Regions from separate parts of the Mus musculus genome. Here region 2 is linked to region 1. The links are chromatin contacts, called in public HiChIP or PLAC-seq maps. All regions are on one chromosome and are shown on one strand. The core of a region is the stretch at or near the end of the contact, and the rest is flanking DNA. Distances in the headings are between cores, read along the strand shown.

The links. HiChIP or PLAC-seq counts read pairs in DNA pulled down with a chosen protein or histone mark.
Region 2: a FOXA1 HiChIP or PLAC-seq map of pancreatic cancer cells shows a contact between it and region 1. The contact joins the promoter of Tspan15 here to the promoter of Eif4ebp2 in region 1.

What each region holds. Positions count from the first base shown.
Region 1 is chr10:61,450,210-61,455,574 of GRCm38.p6, forward strand. Eif4ebp2 (eukaryotic translation initiation factor 4E binding protein 2) reads right to left here and starts at 2,460. Exons shown (of 3, transcript NM_010124.2): 1 at 2,193-2,460. The coding sequence starts at 2,337.
Region 2 is chr10:62,228,854-62,234,218 of GRCm38.p6, forward strand. It overlaps Tspan15 (tetraspanin 15), which reads right to left and starts at 2,365. Exons shown (of 8, transcript NM_197996.2): 1 at 2,167-2,365. The coding sequence starts at 2,262.

The sequences.
Region 1 (5,365 bases), core at 1,210-3,709:
CTGTCATGTGTGCTCTGAGCTGCTAGAAGCATGGGCATTTTACTCATCAATATCACAAAGACCTCTGGAGTTAATTACAGATCACCTTAGAAATGTGTGTGTGTGTGTGTGTGTGTGTGTGTATGTATGTATATATATAGAGAGAGAGACAGACAGATGGACAGACATGCTCTTACTATGTCGCCTTGGCTGTCCTGGGCCCCTGGAGCTCACTTTGTACAATGGGCCAGCCTTCAACTCCCAGAGATCATCCTGCCTCTGCCTGACCAGTGCTGGCCACTAATCTGTTTCCTAAAAGTTATCTGTTCAAGTGGAGACAATTCCATCCAGGGCTGACTAAGAGCTTTCCCGACTTTTGTTACACCAGATAACACACACCAATAAATCCCAGCACTGGCAAGGCTAATAGTCCAAGATCATGGGTTTGGGTCCAAGGTAGTGTGGACCATATGGAGAAAAAAAAACTGTTTCAAGAAAAGCAAGAGGAAAGGAAGAGAGAAGGAAAAGACCATATAAGGAAGCTGTCTTCAGCCAGGCAGTGGTGGCTCACGCCTTTAATCCCAGCACTCGGGAGGCAGAGGCAGGCAGATTTCTGAGTTCAAGGCCAGCCTGGTCTAGAGAGTGAGTTTCAGGACAGCCAGGGATACACAGAGAAACCATCTTGAAAAACAAAAATAAACAAAGCTGTCTTCAGCAACTTAAACCACTACCCTCTCACCAGATCTCCACTGTCTTTCCTTAAACCTGGCTCTCTCTAAGGAGTGCAGCTTCCCTCCTGCCTGGGTCATTTGGAAGGTCTTTCCGGACATTTATGCCTTTCTGCCATCCCTTTTCTGGACCGGCCTGGCTGGATCCTCTGCCAACTTTTCTCCTAGATGTTTGCTTTGATTTTTTTTTTTTTTTTTTTTTTTTGCCCCCTTCCTTGTTTGGTTGGTTTTTTTGTTTGTTTTTTTGAGACAGGGTGTGACACTGTAGCACAGGCTGTCTTGGAACTCTTTTTTTTTTTTTTTTTTTTTTTTTGAGACAGGGTTTCTCAGTATAGCCCTGGCTGTCCTGAAACTCCTCTGTAGACCAGGCTGAACTCCAAATCCGCCTGCCTCTGCCTCCCAAGTGCTGGGATTAAAGGTGTGTGCCACCACTGCCTGGCCTTGGAACTCATTATATTGCCAGGGCTAGCCTTAAACTGCCATTCTCCTACCCCGTCTTTCTGGAGTAGTAGGGTCACAGCCCTAACTACCACACACAGCCTTCTGGACTGCTGTCTCTTGGTGTTGGCAAGGTCCCCTTACTCTGTGCCTTCCAATTGCACAAGATTCCAGGATGGCCAGGCCCACTTTTAAGTGATTGGTTAGGAGTCCTGTCTCATGATCAGCGATCTATAGACTGTAAGGGCTGCTAACCAAATCTTCACCCTCTAGCTGAAGCCCAGCCCCCGGGGTCACCAAAAGAAGGCAAAGTTCTGAGATTAGGGACAGAAAGCCAGTTCCCTTCATGAAGGCACCGGAAGAACCCCTTCCAGGCTCCTCCCTCTTAGAGAACAGCCCAGAAAAGAGACAAACAACCTTTGCGCTTCCTCCTCTCGTGACCAATTCAACATACTTTATTTACCTCTTCTCCAGTGATAGTAAACGGATCCCGGCCATCTTTTGAAAAGCAACTTCAGGAACCTCCCTTTGCATCGCTTTTTTCTACAAGCCCTTTCCCTAGGATCAAGCAACCTAACCCGACTAGTGTGTGCTGTTTGACAAAGCACCTTTAAAACCGCTCTTCGAAAGCCCTGATCTGAAACCTGACAGCGCCTCTACCAAAGCCAACAACTTCTTGGATACCAAAGGAGCTATTTTACACGTCCCACTTGTGGGAGCTGGGGCTCCCCCAACCTTTGATGACTCCTCTAACAAAGTAAACAATGCTGTCAAAGGAGGCTAACACTGGGCGAGGCATGCAGAGTGCATGCCAGCCTCGTCTCGGAACTCTCGGCGCAGCCAGACCAGTCATCTTAGGCTTCCGCGCCAGGTCCGTCTCCCCGACTTCCCTCTCCCCAAAGCCCGTAGGACAGCTCCAGAGGCAAGCCCCGCTGCGCAGAATGCACGGTCTGCAGCACACCGTACGGGCAGCGGGGAGGAAGCTGTTGGTCGAGCATGCAGTGCCACGCGCCAGCCGTGATGGCGGGCAGGCCGGGCGCGGCTCACCTCCCGGCGTTGTGGAGAACAGCGTCCCCCCGGGCGTGGTGCAGTAGTCCTGAGGTAGCTGCGCGGCGTCGCTGATAGCCACGGTGCGCGTGGGGATGGCGCGGCTCTGGCTGGGCTGGTGGCTACCACCGGCCGACGCGGACATGGCTCCGACGCGGGCTCGAGGCTTTGTGCAGCAGCGGCGGCGGCGGCGGCGGCGGCGGCGGCGGGGCCGGGCGGCTCTGGCTCCTCACGCTCGGCTCTCAACTCGCCTGCTCTCGCCCGGTCGTCCCGCTGCGATACCGCTCCCGCTGCCGCCGCCGCCGCCGCCGCCCGGTCCTCCGGCCTCCGCCTGCAGCCTCAGCAGCAGCAGGAGCAGCAGCGGCAGCAGCGGCAACGATGACTACCGGAAGCGGTCGAAGGCGGGAGCAAGGGGTAGTAGAGGGAGGGACAATATGGAAGCCGGACGTGACGTTGGAGGGCGTGTCTGAGGCGAGTGGGCGGGTAGCTGGGGGCGTGACTGAGGCAGCCGAAGGCTAGAGGCAGAGGGTGAACCCGGAAATCCGGGAAAAAGGAAGTGTTGAAGGGTGGAGCCTTAGGGTGGGCGGGACTTTGAGGGGCGGGGCTGAGTTCAGAGGAACATAATAGACTCCCAGTGAAGCTGAGTGTAGGTGATTAAGGCACGCGGGAGGGGGGGGAAGCGGGGTGTGTGTGTGTGTGTGTGTGTGTGTGTGTGTGTGTGTGTGTGTGTGTGTGTGTGTGTGTGTGTGTGTGTGTGTGTGTGTGTGTGTGTGTGTGTGTGTGTGTGTGTGTGTGTGTGTGTGTGTGTGTGTGTGTGTGTGTGTGTGTAATTGTTTGTGGTGTGTAAGTGTGGACTAACAGTACTTTCTTAGGGCTTACTTCATATTCCCATCTATATCTAACCATTAAAAGTATAACTCGGGCTGGAGGGATGGCTCAGTGGTTAAGAGCACTGTCTTCTAGAGATCCTGAGTTCAAATCAGCAACCACATGGTGGCTCACAACTATCTGTAATGGGATCCGATGCCCTCTTCTGATGTGTCTGAAGACAGCTACAGCGTACTCATATACATAAAATAAATAAATAAATCTTTTTAAAAAATTATAACTCTGGGAGCCCACAAGATGGCTCAGCAGGTAAAGAAAGGCATTTGTCACCAAGCCTGCAGACCTGAGTTCCACCACCCAGAAGCCACAAGGTGAAAGGGGAGACCGACTCTCCCAAGTTATCCTCTGACTTCTCCACTAGTCCATGAGCACCCATCTGCCTGCCCATAAATAAATAAATGTAATCAAAGTTTTTGTTTGTTTGTTTGTTTGTTTGTTTCGTTGGTTGGTTTTTCGAGACAGGGTTTCTCTGTATATCCTGGCTGTCCTGGAGCTCACTTTGTAGACCAGGCTAGCCTCGAACTCAGAAATCCACCTGCTTCTGCCTCCTGAGTGCTGGGATTAAAGTCGTGCACCACCACACCCAGCTAATCAAAGTTATTTTAAGAAGTATAATTTTAATTGCTCATTATTAAAGGAAAGCAATGCGTACACGATGAACTAAGGGTTTAACCATCAATGACTCTGAGGAAGGGCTCAGTAGTTAAGAGCGCTTGTTGCTGTTGCAGAGCACCGAGAGGACCAGAGTTTAGTACCTAGCACACTTGTAGTGGCTCAGAAGCACCCATAACTCCAGTTCAGGGAATCTGACCTACCTTATCTTCTGATCTCTGCAACACCAGGCAGAGATGTAACATGATGTAACATGATGCATTTACATATATGTAGACAAAGCACTACAAGAAATAGCAGGATAAGCCGGGCATGGTGGCGCACGCCTTTAGTCCCAGCACTCGGGAGGCTGAGGCAGGTGGATTTCTGAGTTCGAGGCCAGCCTGGTCTACAGAGTGAGTTCCAGGACAGCCAGGGCTACACAGAGAAACCCTGTCTCAAAAAAAAAAAAAAAAATAGCAGGATGGTTAGGAGTGTAAGGTTCACCTAAGCTTCACAACTAGTTTGAGGCCAGCCAGGGATACAAGAGACTGTCTGAAAAACTAATGAAAAGAACAAGATGAGGAGACAGGTCCACTTGTAAGATTGCTTACTATGTAAGCATCAGGACTTGAGTTCAATTCCCATCATCCACATAAAAAAAAAAAATTTTTTTAAAGTCCAGACATTCCAGCACTTGGGAGGCAGAGGCAGGTGGATCTCTGCGTTTGAGGCCAGCCTGGTCTACTGAGTAAGTTCCAGAACAGGCAGGACTACACAAGAGAAACCTTGTCTTGAAAAGACAACAACAACAACAAAAACCCAAGGCCGTATATGAAGCATCCCCCATGCTGTGGAGAGCAGAGGCTGGGGTTATAACTGGGGCTTGCTGGTTTCCACCCCAGCTCAAAGTTCAATGAGACCCTGTTGCAACGTATCCTGGTTAGATTTTTTTTTCCTTAACTTGACACAAGCTAGAGTCCTCTGAGAAAGAAAACCTCAATCGAGACAGTGTCTTCATCAGATTGAGACCTTAGGTGATCCTGTGGGTGGTACATTTTCTTCTTCTTTCTTAAAATTTTATTTATTTGTTTTTGTTTTGTTGTTTTGCTTTTTAGTATAGAATAGAGTTTATTCAGGGGATGGGGAGGAGAGTTGAGAAAAAGTGTGTGTGTGTGTGTGTGTGTGTGAGAGAGAGAGAGACAGAGAGAGAGAGAGAGAGAGAGAGAGAGAGAGAGAGAGAGAGAGAGAGAGAGAGGCCAAAAGCATGTGGAGAGAGAGAGGGGAAGGAGCTCCTTGTGTATTTTTTAATGTAGGAATGTTCTTTCTGCACGTACATCTACATGGCAGAAAAGGGCATCAGATCTCTTTATAGATGGTCGTGAACCTAGATCTGGTTGCTGGGAATCAAACTCGGGACCTCAGGATCTCTGGAAGAGCAGCCAGTGTTCGTGACTGCTGAGCCATCTCACCAGTCCATGGGCATTTTCTTGATTAGTGATTTATATGGGAGGCTGCCATCCCTGTGCACATTGGCCTAGGTGGTGTAAGAGAGCAAACTAAGCGAGCCAGGGAGAGCAGCTAGTAAGTAGCACTCATCCATGTTTCTTCTTCACTCCTGCCCTGACTTTCATTCATGACAAACTATAAGCTTCCCTCTTCAAGTTGCCTTTAGTCATGGCCATTATCACAGC
Region 2 (5,365 bases), core at 1,115-3,614, 780 kb after region 1:
GGACTAAACTGAGCAGAATCACTGTGGTCTCCCAGGCCCATCCAGCGTTGGGGTTTTCAACCCTGGCTCACACTGCAGTTGTGTGAGGAGCTGAGGTACACAGTAATAAACACGTGTGCCAAGGCACAGGGATCTGTTGGAAACCTCCCAGTTAATTCCGATGCAACTTTGGGTGAGAGCCTCTGAGTTATAGCTCAAATCGTCTATCCGAACCTTCAGACTCCCTGCAACTCATACCCCATGTCTCTGCCCCACCCTCTACCCTTGGGAGCCTAGCAACACTGCTAATCTTTCTTTCGGGGTACCTGGAGTTGAAGCTAGCCAAAGGCTAGAACCAACATTTCTGAGACCCAAAACAGATATCATTTGCCTACAATATGCCAGTGAGTCTGGGACATAGCAGGACTAGAATCAAGATCTACTGACTGCCAGCAGGGTCGCCTTGTAAAGGGCTCCCATTCAAAGGCAGTCTTGATGGCCAGCCCAGCAGTTCCTGCCCACAGAAGAAATGCAGTAAGGAGCTGAGGAAGAAGAGAAGAAAGACAAAGGGAGAGAAAGTAGAGGAAGGGAGGGAAGGAGGGAGGACCTTATTTTCAGGGGACCCTTTGGGATCTCTGGACAAGCCTATCTACATACACACTTCTGTAGAGGTAAACACAGGGCCAACCTGTGGAAAGATATCCTCGTGTCTAGACTGAAGTCCAGTTATTCTAAAATGCCCTGATAAGCCAGGGGTAGTGGCACACCCCTGTGATCCCAGTACCCAGTGTGTGGGAGGTACAAACAGGAGGATCCAATGTTCAAGGTCATTGTCAGCTACACAGTGAGTTTGGGACCAGCCTAGATGACATGAGACCCTGTGGGGGGAAATGTCCCTGGGGACCTTTTAGCTTATACCATTCACAGGCAAAGATTCTTGCCCATAATAACATTAATGGTGCCAGACATGGTGTCTTACAACTGTAACTCCAATACTTGGAAGGCTAAGGCAGGAGGATTACTGAGTTCAAGATTAGCCTGGACTATTTAGTGAGTTCTAAATCAACCAGAAATGCATAAGATGCTGTCTCAAAACAAATAAGCAAACACACACACACACATATACACCACCACCAGCTAGACTAAGCTATAGTAAGACCCTGTCACAACAATAACTACAACAATAATAATAGGTGCCTTTAATGCCAGCACTTGGGTGACAGAGGCAGTTACATACAGAGGCCCTGTCTCTAAAAAAAACCCAAAAAACAATAGCAATAACAATAAATACTAATAATTATTATTTATTGTTAATGTTTTTATAATTATAATATAATAATTATATTATTACTATCTCCCCCCTTTTTTTTAGCTCTCTGTGGCCTCATCTTGGCCTGCGTTATTTTACTTCCACAACCATCCAAGTGTTTAATAACTACTGTCTCCAACTACAGATGAGAAAACTATGGTCAGAGAAATGAAGGAACTTTCCAGACCATTCAGCTAGGAAGTGGCGGGTAGTATTCAAAGCCTGGTTGTGCGCAACCAATGCCATCCTGATCCTCTATGGGCAATGCCAGACCTCATGAAAATAGCAACACCATCCAGGAGCCGCCGGGTTGTCAAGTGGAATGCCGCACTCCAACAAGAAAGCATTTCCTTCCAACAAGGAAGAAAGCAAGATGCCCAAGAGAAACATCTTGGTCAGAGGAAAGGCACAGGCAAGTAGCAACAGGGGCCAGACTTGGAATCCAGGTGGCCACAAGCACAAAAGCTGCCCACCTTTGGCCAGGCTGTGGAGAGTCACACCCTGAAGGCGTGGTGGGCGCAGTCAACAACGTACCCGCGCCCTACACAGCAGCCAGAGGATGCACAGCAGACTCGGCTGGCGAGCCGGACCCCATTAGGTAGGAGCTCAGCAGCATAGGTGAACAAAGTGGCGTCCTGTGGGCAACAGGGCTCGAACGCTGAGGACTGACTGGGCTGCTGGAACCGAGCAGAGCTGGGGCCGCCAAGGTATCCCGGTTCCCAGGGAAGTGGTGCGAGAAGCCCTCCCGCACTCCCGGCGGCCTCTCTGAGTGGCTGAAGCTGAACCCAAGCCTGGGTCGAGTGTTAGGGGGCCATCGAAGGAGTGTGGACCGTCCCATACCCCACCCCGACCCCGGCTCCACGGGCTCCATCACTCACCCAGAACACGGTGGAGTAGATGATGAGAGAGAACTTGAGCCAAAGATAGGAGAAGCGCGCGCAGTAGCGCACCTGCTCCGAGTCCCCGCGAGGCATCTTGGCTCCCGCGCGGGGCTGCGGGGCTGCCTCGATCCGGCCACCGCTCCAGGCCCCACCTGCGGCTGTCCCGCGGCCTGGCCCGCCACCCGCGCTCTCTCCCTGGACTGACTCAGGCGCGCCGCAATCACCGCTCGGGCCAGGGAGCGGACAATGCGGGCAGCCAATGGACGCGAAGGGGCGTGTCGGGGGCGTGTCGCGCTGTCGGGGCGTTGTTTCTATTCTAGGGGCGTGGCTTAGGCTACAGTGGACCGGGTGAGAGAAGGGGGCGAGACTCAAAAAAGGAGCGCTCCTGTGCATAGATCCTGTCCTCGATTTGTATCTCAGCGTGGGAGCGTGTGGCCTGGAGAGGCGCAGGAGTAAGGGCGAGCGTGCCCAGTTCTGTATTAGAAAACAGGGTGCTCGCACTGTAGTTCAGTGATAGAGGACTGCCTAAGAGCCTGAGTTCCTAAGTACCGTCAAAAATAAGGCTGGCTTTCCACGGGTGTGATTGAATACTGCGAGAAAGGACAGCGACAGTGGAGACAGTTAGGAGGAGGCAGAGACAGGCGGATCTATGTGAGTAATCTGGTCTGCACTGTGAGTTCCAGGACATCCAGAGCTACTCAGTGAGATCCTGTCTCGAAAACAAACAAACAAACAAACAAGCAAAACAAAACAAAACAAAATACCAAGTGTGTTGTTGTTGCAGTTACATCCTAGCGCACACCTTTGATACCTTGCATTCAGGAGACAGAAGCAAGTGGATCCCTGAGTTTGAGGGCAGCCTGGTCTACATAGCAAGTTTCAGGCCAGCCAAGGCTGTGTGACACTCAGTCTGAATAAAACACAAAACAAAAACAGCAAGTGAGTGTGTAAGAGTGATGGTCACATCCTGGAAGGTCACCAGTCCAGGGTGTTCCATTGGAGCAGCAGACTTCCGGAGACAGATCTGCCCCAGGCTCGTCAACCAGCTGACCATGGAAATTCCCTTTTGCCCTCCAACTCTGCTCCCAAAAAAAAAAGTTCTTCTCCCAGAAAATCCTCTTCTAGGACCTTCTACAAACCTAGTCACTACTCACTCACTCAGCCAGGGTCTGACCTCCCTCCAGCCTTCCCTTGGTGGGCTGGGCCACAGGTAGCTATGAATCGTTTTTCCTTGGTAAATGTTCCCAGCTGTCTTCTGTTGTTTTCCTGTCTCCGGCCTAGCCTGACTCTGTGCAGAGCCTGAGAACCAGACAGTCTGTGTTTGTGACAATCGGTAATTAAATGCATAGCTGCTAGTCAAAAGCTCTGAAAGTTCTGGTGGTGAATCTGGAAATGGCACCTGTAGACAAGTTCCCTGGGCTGAGAGGGGGGGAGTGTTCAGGAGGTGGGCAGGTCAGGTGCTAATCCTGGTATTTCTACTTAGAGAGAGAGAGAGAGAGAGAGAGAGAGAGAGAGAGAGAGACTGTCTGAATGTCATTGAGTCTGTGGGTGCTCTTGCATCCAAAGGAGATGTTGGATTTCTTGAAGCTGAAGTTATAGGTAGTGAGTGGTACGCCAACAGACGTGGGTACTAGGAACCGTACGTAGGTCTTCTGCAAGAACAGGAAGCCCTCGTGAGCCTGAGCCATCTCTCAGGGACTGTACTTTTTGTTTTGTTTTTAGAAACATCTCATTATGAAGCACACACACATTAATTAAGCATAGACTGGATAAAGTATCCTAGAGTTTACAGAGGTGCTCCTTCACATAGAGGCAGCGCACAAGGCTAGATCCTTGGGGGGGGGGGGTGAGGGGCACACATCTGTTAGCTTCCTGAATCCTGTCTCTCGAATGTCCTTGAGCAGGCCTTTCCTGCAAGGACGGACAATTGAGTCTTAAGTGAAGTTACAGGAACCGGTTTTGTGGCTACCTGCTCATAAAGGTTAGCATTGTCGCTATCTGCACGGGCCTGAGAACATGTGCTGAGATTTCTCTTCATGATAACCTGGCAGGAACATTTAGAGGGAAGCTATCCTTGACAGTAATGGCTCCAATCATGGATCGAGAACAAGGTAATGATTGTATGCATCTGTGTCCTTGGGTAAGTCTGCAGCTATATATACAACTGGATCCAAGACTCTCTCTGCATCTCTGAAACAATGAGGTCTGACCATTTCTATTCAGCCCAGACAACCTTAGATTCCTTCCTTAACAGATCAATCAGCAAATGTGTAAAAGCACAGAAGAGGTTAACCTCAGATGCAGGTGTATGCTAATGATGTAATGAGTGTCCGGTGGAGAGCCAGAGGGTGGGGGCAGTGACAAGAAAGGAACTCTTGTCTTTCTTAACTCTGCAAAGGACAGCAACTTCTGCCTAGCTGTTGAAGGTAAACCAAACCAGAGACTCTACTTATTTCCTGTTATGGCACAGGCCACTAGTAAGGTTTATGTGGAGACAGGTGTGGAATCTAACCTGTCGTTCAGAAGACAGCTAGGGAGATCCAGTGATAGGAGGGAGGCGCTGAGGTGGAGGCTGTGAAACCATGGGGGCCAGAGGTTGAATTGGCTTATTTCTAGCTCGCAGGCCCCGCACACCCCAGGGTGGTTGTGACTTTGGCCCAGCAAGAAATCATGAACTTACTCAAAACATTGCAGAAAGCTCTTTTACAACCTTTTTTTTTTTTTTTGGTAACTTGATTACATGCATCTCAGACTTGCACTTTGTAGACAACAGTGTCCTGTCACGAGATATCAAAACGGTAGCTTTGTCTGGTAGAGGAGGGCTTGATGAGGGGTGGGTGTGGCTTGTGAGGAAAGAGATGTCTGGAATCAGCCCTAGGTTTGGTTTGGATAAGTTTGCATTGAACAAGTAGGCAGATGCTCCTGTCATTTACAAAGAGTGAAGAGGAAAGGCAGGGATAGATGCCAGTAGATGTTGGTAATGGTGGTAGTGATTGATGGTGGTGATGATGATGACGATGGTGGTGATGATAGTGGTGAAGTGGAAACTTAAGGGTTCTTTGGTCCAAAGTCTGTTAGATGGTGTTTTGCTGGGGCAAACACATGAAGGAATGTTTCACTGAAGTGGTGGGTGGTGGGCTAAAAGGGAGGTTAAAGCGTTTAAGAACCATCATTAAAAATAGACACTGAAAAAAAA